Regions from separate parts of the Pan troglodytes genome. Here region 1 is linked to region 2. A link is a contact called in public Hi-C data. All regions are on one chromosome and are shown on one strand. The core of a region is the stretch at or near the end of the contact, and the rest is flanking DNA. Distances in the headings are between cores, read along the strand shown. Region 1 overlaps JARID2 (jumonji and AT-rich interaction domain containing 2). Region 2 holds the start of JARID2 (jumonji and AT-rich interaction domain containing 2).

Evidence for each region. A called contact is a pair of places that touch in the nucleus more often than the background predicts.
Region 1: a contact with region 2 is called in a Hi-C map of induced pluripotent stem cells, with 2.0 times the contacts expected there. The contact joins the enhancer-like site here to the promoter of JARID2 in region 2. A contact is called at or near these places in 2 of 7 Hi-C or Micro-C datasets (induced pluripotent stem cells and stem cell-derived neural progenitor cells), 1 of 1 datasets of contacts at active chromatin or transcription factors (stem cell-derived excitatory neurons) and 1 of 1 other capture datasets (stem cell-derived neural stem cells).

What each region holds. Positions count from the first base shown.
Region 1 is chr5:21,341,287-21,346,659 of NHGRI_mPanTro3-v2.0_pri, forward strand. The region is part of intron 3 of JARID2 (jumonji and AT-rich interaction domain containing 2); the gene reads left to right. Among named protein-coding and RNA genes, the nearest start is that of JARID2, 140 kb to the left of the region's middle. Within about 2 kb of position 3,590, at least 2 of the 24 cell types and tissues checked have an H3K27ac peak or open chromatin away from gene starts, as enhancers often do. A contact at or near this core is called in induced pluripotent stem cells and stem cell-derived neural stem cells, where this site is marked.
Region 2 is chr5:21,203,551-21,209,118 of NHGRI_mPanTro3-v2.0_pri, forward strand. It overlaps JARID2 (jumonji and AT-rich interaction domain containing 2), which reads left to right and starts at 3,469. Exons shown (of 19, transcript XM_063812119.1): 1 at 3,469-3,596; 2 at 4,946-5,149. The coding sequence starts at 5,105.

The DNA.
Region 1 (5,373 bases), core at 2,340-4,839, 140 kb after region 2:
ATAATGCCACTTTTCATGGATGTAATAAGTTGACAAAAGCTTTGGAAAGGACTGGCAGAGGCTGAGACCTTGGCCACTCTTTGAGGGCCCTTGGCCTGCTGGGGCTAAAATTAGGGACATTTAAATAATAACATGCTACACAAATAATGAGTACACATAATTACACAGTCAGAGAGGGGAGCTATTAACTGTATTTGAATTTCATTTGCTTCCTATAAATGTCATCTCAGATCAAGTCCTTTGGCCAGCAAAACACTCTTGATGAGATTTAAGGGACCCTGGATTCATTTCCTTAAACTTACCCCGGGCAGTATTTGTGATGGCTAGCCTACCTTGAGTTCTCACTATTTGCCAGTTATTGTTCTAGTACTTTAGCTGTATTTTACTCATTTAATCTTCAGAACAAGCAATTTTATAGGTGAGGAAACTATATACTAAGAGTGGATTAGCAATTTGCCTACCCAGCTATTAAGTGGAAGCATGAGGATATAAGACCAGGCCTTTTGGATCAGACCTCCCATGCTTTCTGGATTAGAGCTCCCAAGCTTGTAGCCACCACTTAGATAAGGAGAGGTAATTTTGGAGCCTTTCATAAAGATAGCATTCCAAAAATAAGAATTTGTAGGAAGACTTTACTTTTTTTAATTAGGTATTTATTTGGAAGGAGGTAAGTGGATTTTTTTTTTTTTTTTTTTTTTTTTGGTCGGGGGCCGGGGGTGCGGGGATGGAGTCTTGCTTGCTCTGTTGCCCAGGCTGGAGTGTAATGGCGCAATCTCTGCCCACTGCAACCTCAGCCTCCTGGGTTCAAGTGATTCTCCCACCTCAGTCTCCCGAGTAGCTGGGATTACAGGCATGTGCCACCATGCCTGGCTAACTTTTGTATTTTAGTAGAGAGAGGGTTTCACCATGTTGGCCAGGCTGGTCTCAAACTCCTGACCTCAGGTGTTCTGCCCACGTTGGCCTCCCAAAGTGCTGAGATTACAGGCGTGAGCCACCGTGCCTGGCCGTCAGTAAGTGAATTTTTTATTGGGAAAAAGAACCTTGGAAGGCATGGTAAGTATTTATTGACTGTGTTTCTGGGCTTTATTTATGATTTGTAATTGAATTGATAGAAGGTATCAAAAATGTAGACTGTGAATTGGTTTCCTCCTCTCTTCAGTCAGACACACAGATGCATCCATTAGTTTCCATTTCCTCACTTAGAGTTTTGTGTTTTTATTGCTGTTGTCGTTCTGGCTGGCTGGAACTCACTGGACGGATGGTGCATGGATGTTTTGGCAACAGCTGCCAATTTGTAGCCAAGGACCAGTATTGGAAGCGCAGATGTAGGACATTCTGTAGCCAACACCCCCCAAGCCCCCTTTAAGAAATATAATTTTGAACTCCTTTCAGAATCTTTCAGTCATTTCCAAAGATTCTTGATGTGTGTGGAATGAAATGTGGGCCCAACTGTGAATTCATTGTTCACAAAATATATTCACACAAGTCATAAAAACGTATTTGTGAGTCAAAATAAAAAAATGTCAGGTCACATGGTCTGATTTATGTAAGTTTATTTATGGGCCATATTTGAAATGAGTGTCTGGGGTATAAAGTGACCTTCCCTCTACGAAGGGGAACACCTGTCCCTTCTGTTTTTGCTGGAAACTTTCAGGTCTAGCTGTACTAGAGATGGTGCCTACTTTATCATTATCATTTATTATTATTATATTCTTCTGAAGGCAGTGGCTTATGGGCCGGGCGCGGTGGCTCACGCCTGTAATCCCAGCACTTTGGGGGGCCGAGGCGGGTGGATCACGAGGTCAGGAGATTGAGACCATCCTGGCTAACATGGTGAAACCCTGTCTCTACTAAAAATACAAAAAAAAAATATTAGCCGGGCGTGGCGGCGGGTGCCTGTAGGCTGAGGCAGGAGAATGGCGTGAACCTGGGATGCAGAGCTTGCAGTGAGCCAGATCGTGCCACTGCACTCCAGCTGGAGCGACAGAGGGAGACTCCTGTCTCAAAAAAAAAAACAGTGGTTTATGCTTCAGCTTTACCGAAGTGTTGATGTCTGTGTGCTAGTCTCCTCCTCTGCGAGCTGTAAGGAGACCAGTTGCAGCTTGAGTTTTCTCTAACACTCCTGTGTCCTGGCCTCCAGACTTTTTTCTTTTCCTCTCCTGTGTCCCCTGATGTGAGGACACACTCTGCGTGAAAGAAAGCTGGGTGAAATGAAGGGCTTCAATGTTGTTGAAAACAACTTATTTTTTGTTTACAAAGCAAGCTACATTTGTTGTGGAAAGGCGAGAAGGCTTGGGCTCTTTGTCTTTCAGCTGCTTTTTTGATGTAGTGATGTAGGTGGGGCATTTCTCAGATTTTCATTTTGTAAGTGTTGGAGTTTTTGTTATGTGGGAGGCATTGTGGGTATAAAAACTGAGATCAAGTTGCTTATTTTGGTCAAGTCCTAATACCTTATTTCATCCCTTCTAAGATGTCATTGAGTGATGCACCATTATGTTACGTATCAGTAAGCAAGAACCAAACAGTGCTTCCAATTATGAATGTGGGACAGCTTAATTATGAGATGCATGTTTTAACATGAGAAAAATAGGTGCAACTTAAAATCTGTGAAGCAGGATAAAATACTGTAGGATAAATGCTTTAACAACCAAATGGGGCCGGGTGCTGTGGCTCACGCCTGTAATCCCAGCACTCTGGGAGGCCGAGGCGGGCGGATCATGAGCCTGGCCAACATAGTGAAACCCCGTCTCCACTAAAAATACAAAAATTAGCCAGTCATGGTGGCGCACGCCTGTACTCCCAGCTACTCAGGAGGTTGAAGCAGGAGAATTGCTGGAACCCAGGAGGCAGAGGTTGTGGTGAGCCAAGATCGCACCACTGCACTCCAGCCTGGGCAACAGAGTGAGACTTTCTCAAAAAACAAAACCAAAAACACACCAAAAACCCCAAACAAGTGTATGGGTGAGTGCAGGAGGCTAGCAGGGAGGCAGATGATGTCAGAGACCCAGTCCTAAGATACAGGAAAAGTTGTATATCCATGAGCCTTGCAAAGGGGTCTTGAAAGATGCGAGAGATTTCTGAGCAAGACCTTGGGGTGGCAGGGGTCAGCAAATATTTGACTGGACTGTTGGTGTCATAATCTAGTGGGACAAATGGCTGCAATGGCCGGTTTCCGTGGCCAAGTCACTTGTACTGGTCTGACGCCAAAGGAGTGGTGTGCAAAATTAAGGACTGCTAGAGCAGGAAGAGTCTTTTTAGAAGTATATAGGTCAAACTCATCATTTTACAGATGAGGAATTTTGAGCCTTGATGAGAAACTTAACTGGAAGGAATGGATCATGCTGAAGCCTGATTGGAACCAGAAATCCAATTTAAGTGACAGTGAGGCGCCACGCTTCCTAGTAGGCATGGCTGCTTGCACGCATTTCCTGGAGCGTTAAGAATGGAGGTGCCTGAGGAGGTTAATGTGCTCCTCTTTCGGGTCACTTTGTGTTTGACACCCACTGCCCCTCTCTTTCTCTCAGCCCGCCTCCTTTGTCAGTTCTGTGAGCTGGGCTCTGTTTCCCTGATTACATCATCATTCCCATCCAATCCTGGACAACTTTAGGAGGGACACAGCACTCAGGTAGTGTCACCTGGGTAGTGGAGTCTGTATGTGTAGGGCTATAGGGCGGAGGAGGTGGTCTGTATAGGGAGACAGAAGGGAGGGAGAGCAGTCTGAGCTCTAGTTGGGCCTATTTGCTACAGCCTATTTGCTTTTGCCAGTTTTTATAGGAGTTCAGTTTCAAAGAAGTGGGGAAGGCAAATGGATGGAAATTTGTTGTAGTCTAGAATTTTTTTTTTTTTCTTTGAAACAGGGTCTTGCATGTTGCCCAGGCTGGCCTCAAACCCCTGGGCTTAAGCAGTCTTCCCACCTCACCTTCTGAGACACTGGGACTACTGGCATGTATCATCATGCCCAGGTTGGGATTTTTTTTTTTTTAAGCTGAAGCTCTTTCTATAAGGGTCTCTCTAGTTTCTTTGCGGATGAAATTAATAACTCCCCCTCCATGACATCACACTGGAAATTATCCCTCCTTCATCATTTACCTCTCTTTACTGGTTCATTCCCACCATTGTAGAAACATGTTCTTATTTTTCCCATAATAAAGTAAAGCCTCCCTTGTTCTTGCATCTCCTGCCTGCTGTATCTTTCTCTTAGTTTATAGCAAAATCCCCCATAAGAAAATGTCTAAAAGGTTTGTCTCCATGCCCTTCTATTTATATTCATATTAATATCCCCCAGCCTTCCTTTGCCATTCACCTTTAAACCCCTCACGTTGGGCCACTTATCAAGGTCAGTAATGATTGCCCAAGCCACATTTCCATTATTCTGGGGTGTAATTGCCCATTCAGCAGCATTTACTGTGATTGAACATCTCCTGAACACCACCTGCCTGCTTGACTGCTGCATTTTGATTTTATTATTTTATTTTTTGAGATGGAGTTTCACTCTTGTTGTCCAGGCTGGAGTGCAATGGCACGACCTTGGCTCACTGCACCCTCCGCCTCTCAGGTTCAAGCAATTCTCCTGCCTCAGCCTCCTGAGTAGCTGGGATTACAGGCATGCGCCAAGACGCCCGGCTAATTTTGTATTTTTAGTAGAGATGGAGTTTCTCCGTGTTGGTCAGGCTGGTCTCGAACTCCTGACCCCAGATAATCTGCTCGCCTCAGCCTCCCAAAGTGCTGGGATTATAGGCGTGAGCCACCGTGCCCAACCTATTTTTTTATTTTTATTTTTTAGAGATAGGATTTTCTTCTGTGGGCCAGGCCCGAGTGCACTGGGTCGACCACAGCTCATTGCAGCCTCGACTCTCAGGCTCATGCCTTAGCCTCCTGAGTAGCTTGGACCACAGGTGGGTGCCACCACGCCCGGCTAATTTTTAAATTATTTGTAGAGATGGGGTCTCCCTGTGTTGTCCAGGGTGATCTTGAACTCCTGGGCTTTGCTGTTCCTTCGTAAGTCCTGAGATGACAAGTTTAAGCCACTGTGCCTGGCCCACTTTGATTTTTTTTTTTTTTTTTTTTGGATAGGCCTCATGAAGTTAAGATGTCCCAAAGCCAACTATCTGTGAGGTCTCTCATCTGCTTCTGTTCTCTGCTTGCCCCTTCTTCCCTTTTTCAATAAGTGGCAGTTCCTTTGTTCTAGTTGTGGTGGCCAAAACCTTGGAGTCATCTGTTACTTCTTTTTTCAGATTTTTGCATTTAGCTTTAGCTAACCTGTTTTACTATTTATTTATTTGGAGACAGTGTCTTGCTATGTTGCCTAGGCTGGAGTGCAGTGGGGGCTATCACATCTCACTGCAGCCTGGGCTCCTTCCCCATTTAACACCC
Region 2 (5,568 bases), core at 2,219-4,718:
TGAGCAAATCACAACCTGTTAATATTTCATTTTCACATTTGAAGAGTGAGGACAGTAATACCTGTCTTGATCTAAGTTGTTTTATGGTTTAAATGAAATTATTATGACAGTGTGCTTTAAACACTATTAAAGTTATACAAATGAAAGCTATCATTAGATAGCTCGGATAAATATGAGGTCTTTTTGGAAATTAATAACATACAAGTGTAAAGAAACTTAACCTAGCAACTTTTACTGAATGATTGTGGATTTGAGTTTACTTAGGGGCCAGCACTGAGGGGGAAAAGCGGCATAATACAAAGGTAAAGGTAGGACTAGAGAATGTTGGGTGTAGAAATGTCTTTGGGAAATAATTGAATTTAACCCTCTAATTTTTAATTTTATGTTTGTAGAGATGGTGTCTGGCTATGTTACCCAGGCTGGTCTTGAGCTCTTGGGCTCAAGCAATCCTTCCGCTTTGGCTTTCCAAAGTGCTAGGATTAGAGGTGTGAACCACCACACCCAGCCTAACCTGCTCATTTTATAAATGACAGACCCAAGGCCTATATGAGGCAGGTGAATGGCATATGGTCACTCAGAGACTTAATATTAGAAACATCTGATTCCCTCATTGCCAATGGCTGCCTCAATATGAGACAAATCATGGCCCCATCAAATTTTCAATTTAATTAAGAGATACAAGATACTTACATGACATAATCAGAAAAAAAATACAACAGAGAACAATGTTTTTTTTGTTTGTTTTTGACAGGGTCTTTCTCTGTCACCCAGGTTGGAGTGTAATGGTGCAATGTCAGCTCACTGCAACCTCAGCCTCCAGCTCAAGCCATCCTCCCACCTAAGCCTCCCAAGTAACTGGGACTACAGGTGCACACTACCATGCCTGGGCCACCACGTCCAGCTAATTTTTGTTTTTGTTTTTTTGGTAGAGATAGGGTTTCACCATGTTACCCAGGCTGGTCTCAAACTCCAGAGCTCAAGTGATCCTTTTGCCTCGGCCTTCCAAAGTGCTGGGATTACAGATGTGAGTCACCACATTCGGCCTCAGAATAAAATTTTAAAGCTCAAAAATTATTGCCAAAATAGGAAGGGCAATGAGAATCCAGGAATGAGTAGGCCAAGCAGCGAGGCTGGATTGGAAATGGGCCTGAATTTGGGGCCTTGAAGAACGTATAACACTGCATTGGATTTAGATAATGCAAGAGGAAAACTAGCAGAGTTCCAGAATGGAATGGAAGATGATGGTAGGAGACTAAATGTTGGGCAATAGTCTAAATAGTTGGGCATTATAGTTTTGGTGAAATATTCAACAGTAAGCATTTACTGGACATCTTTCAAATTTGATGAAGTTTTTGGAGCTTTGGAGGGTATGAGAAGCAGACAACATCATCTCTTTAGGGAATTTCCTTTTTACTTGGAGAGAAGAACTAGAAACATTAAAAGTGGAGAATGTAAACAAATAGGATGCAATGCAAAGGGCTGAAATATGCACTTTCTTTAAGTATGTATGTGAACCCCTACACCTACTTCAAAACTCCTTAACACCTAGTCATCTCAGCAATGTGTTCTTTTTAGCTTCTTTTCTACACTGCTGATATAGTACTTGTTGGAGGTATCACAATCCATTGTAAACTCTGCCTTTTTTTTTTTTTTTTTTAACTGAGCTGTGAGCTTCCCGTGTCCTCAGGGATGAGGACAGTGCTGGCATAGAGTCTAATACAATCAATGTACCTAGACATGTTCTCATCCCTGCCCCTCCAATTGAAGAGGTCAAGGCTTTGAGATGTGAAAATCATCATAAGAAAAGCTGCATTTGACTTACAGAAAATGAAAAAGAGGAGGAAAGAGCAAGAAAAGCCTTGGATGGTCTTGCCAAGACGGTAGGGGAAGGAAGTTCATTAGGAGTAGGTTACTTTCACAACAGGAAAATCTTTCAACCACTAAGAAGGCCAACCTTTTTTCTCTTTCAGGGAAAACAACACTAATATTATTCAAATCTTTTGGAAATGAGCAAATTCCTTCCTTTCCCCTCTGCCCTGAGGCCTCAACTTTACACAATAGTTTTTCACACCAGGTGACCTGGAGCTGATAGCCTGGCAGGGGAGTTCGCAAGCCCAGGACTGAGAAGTCCAGGCCCCAGCGCTAGTTAGGGGAACAGAAAAGAAACTCACCTTTGTTCATTAATATTTGCCTAGGGAATGAAGTATCTGCGTTAAACTTACAGAAAGCTGGTTAAAATCTTAACAACGTGGAGACGTGGAGATTCCCAGTATGCCAGTCCTAATGATCAGAAAGTTTTTAGAAAACACCTTGGGTGGCCCTACTGTAGTCTGCCCCATTGGATCCTTCCCAGGAAATGGCACCAGCGTACAAGTTTTGCAGTATTCAGGGCACAAAAGATCATTTATTTTTCCAATTGTGAAGTGAACATTAGATAAAATTATTTCATTTCAGATTTTTTGAAAAGGTAAAAATAATAAGAAAAATACCCTCTCGAAAAGGCTTTTTATTTCGTTTACTGAAAGCTTCCAATAACGTGCCTAGTTTTAAACTAGGTTACTGTTATTTATCACATAATCATCCCCACAGGTTTGATCACCACTAATTTGCAGATGCGGAAACTGACAAGCTCAGAGAGGCTCTCGGTTGCCTTTTGGGAAGTGGCCAAGGCGCGATTTGAATCCAGGTCTCTTACCTCCAGTTTCTGAGACCTTTCTAGACACCAAGGTTATCTCTTCAAATACTGCTGCAAGTAAACAGCTGTGTGAGTATCTAGACTTTTGAAGTTAGCAGACTCTAGGGAATAGGTAGAATAAAATATATGCGTATGTGTTCGCGGGAGCGCTTCTGCCACGTTTTATTCCGAGGCTAGCCTGAGAGATCACGGAAAACATTGCTTCTCCAAAACCACAGCGAAAAACAAGGAAATTAACAAGGCAGAATCGCGATGCAAGACTTGACAAAGTTGTTAATAAGGCGAAGGCCCAAAGCGCTATGCCAGGGCCTGCTACTTCATTTGTTTCAGCGATTAAACCAGCACGACAGGGGGCTGGAGGCAGGTAAAAAGCAGGCTCTTGCGTGGCCCGGACAGTTGATATTCCTGGCACTCGGTGTTCGAGATGTTTCCTTACAATTGCGTGTCTGTGCGGCTCGGTCTCCATATTCCACTCATTTTTGTCTCAACATTTTGTGGTATTTTATCACAAAATACGCCCGGCAAAGCAAAGATCCCGTTCAGTCTCTTTAAACACGGCTATCTTTTCTCAGGAGGCAGCCGCCGGGGCTTCACTCCTGGGCCACCAGCGACGTCCTCCAAGCGGGTCGAGCGGAGGCGCGTTCGCGACCCAGGGGCAGCGTGCCGAGCCCGGGCGTGGGGGGGCGTGGCCTTTCCACTCGGCGACCCCCGGCCGCCGCCCACCCCGCGCGTGGGGGCGTGCGCGACTGCGGGGCGCGGAGAGGAGTGACCTCGGACTACCCTAGGCGCCCGCAGCACGCTCTGTACACAGACGCGAGGCGCTGTCCTGAGGTGACACCGGCTGCACGGCACAAGCAGCAGGCGCCGCCGATCAACTAGTTCGCACCGAGGATTCCTCTTGGTGCGTGGCCCAGTTTTCCTTAGGACGGGCTCCAACCCCTCCCTGACACCGCCCCCCTCATCGCCACGCTCCGAGGCCTTCCCCGGGGAAGCCTCGCGTCCCTCCCCCGCGGCTCCGGGCCGCACGCGCGCGATTCCTCGATTCCACAGGCGGTTCGCGCCGCGGGTGGGGGCGGGGCGCGCGGGGAGGGGGCTGGCGGCCGCCAGGGGAGGGGGGCCGGGGCCCGGGGGGCGGAGGAGGGCCGGCGTGGGGAGTTCCTCGCTCGCGGACCACACGCTCCGCGGGCCAATCCCGAGCCAGCCTCTAGCAGTGTCGCACGCGGGACACGTCCAAGCGTTTGTTGGCACGGCCAGTGAGGGGGAGGGGGCGAGGAGGAGGGAGGGGAGTTGAGTGACAGGCTTTGCGGGGCAGGCTGGGAATTGTAGTTCCCAGCTTCCGTGGCCATAGCCATTTTGTAGTCGGGGGACTACAACTTCCAGAAGATCAAGGGGACCATTCTAAGGTGCCCCGGGAATAGGCGGCTCTCCCCGGGGCCGGGCGTCCTGGGGCACTCCCACCCAGCAGCCCGGCTGCAGGTAGACGCGAAGGCAGTGGCGGGGGCTGGCGTGGGGCGGCCGTGGGGTGAGCGGCAGGCAGGGGAAAGGGGGTGAGGTGGAGCGACGGAGCGTGCCATGCATTGAGCTAGGGAGCCTCTCTCAATTCCACGCCTGGGCTCGGCGTGGGAGCGACGCCCGAGGGCTTGCCTGGGAGGGGTTCGTCGAGGTCGCTCCGGTGTCTGGTTGGCCAGGCTGCGGGGGTGCCCTGGACTGGGCCAGGGGCGGTCGGCACCAGGCTAAGCGGGCGCCTGGCGGCTGAGCGGTGAGAGTTTTCGGCTGGCGCCCGGCGGGGAATTATCCGAGGAGCCCTAACTTGTATAAAAGCAGAGTCCATTTAAAGTTGGGCTGGATAGCCTCTCTCTCATTGGTTAGGGGGCTTGGAAAAAAGAGACTCGGCGAGCCCTCGCTGTGGTGCTGCCGCCGCCGCCGCCGCCGCCGCTGGAGTTGACTCTTCTGCTCGCACTGCTGCTGCAGCACAAACGTGACTTCCAACATTTTTTATTTATCTTTCCCTTTTCTTTTCCAAGATGTAACTACGGATCAGACACTAAGGACCTTCACGTTTCGCTGATGTAGTTTTTGGAGGAAAAAGGGGGGGGAGTGAAGGGCGTCGGTTTTTTTTTTGTGTGTGTGTGTATGTGTTTCGGGGGAAATTTTCCATTATGAGTGTTTTACTAAAGTGAATTTTTTTTTGTTTGCTTCGTTCGTCTTTGGCTCTTTTTTTTTCCTTCCCAATTTCGGATTTATTTCAAGGCGAATCTGGCTTTGGGGGAAGAGGAAGAAAAGTCGGATTACAAGATCAACCACCACCAACAACAATAAAAACCACCAGGATATTTTTTTGCAAATTTCTGACGGCTTTAAATTCATGAAGCAATTGTCCCCTTTTGCAATCAGCATTTGGATCTCAGAATGAGCAAGGAAAGACCCAAGAGGAATATCATTCAGAAGAAATACGTAAGTGCTCCTAACAACACATCCTTTGACTTGCAGTTTTAAGCAATGGCTGTGAATGTCAAGTTTATAGATAATTCTGCAGCTGAAGGGTTTTAAACACAGCGTCCGATAAGGCTGTTTCTTTCTTTTCTGAAAGAGGGCTTTTCAAGCAAAGTGGTGTCTGCCTAGTTTGGTTGAAAAAACAGACTGGTGTAGAGATACCTCAAGTGAATAAATTGACCTCGAATGACACAACCATAATCTAGTTTTAGATGAAAGGCAAGGGATTTTGGTGGAGCTTGAGGTGGGGGGGTGGCTGCGGTAATGTAACTAAACTGCATTCTCAAGCGGATTTGGCCCCGTATTGCACTTTGCATGCAAATGAGCCTGTGTTATTATTATTAATGTTATTTGGAAAAATCGTGTAACGCATGTGTGTT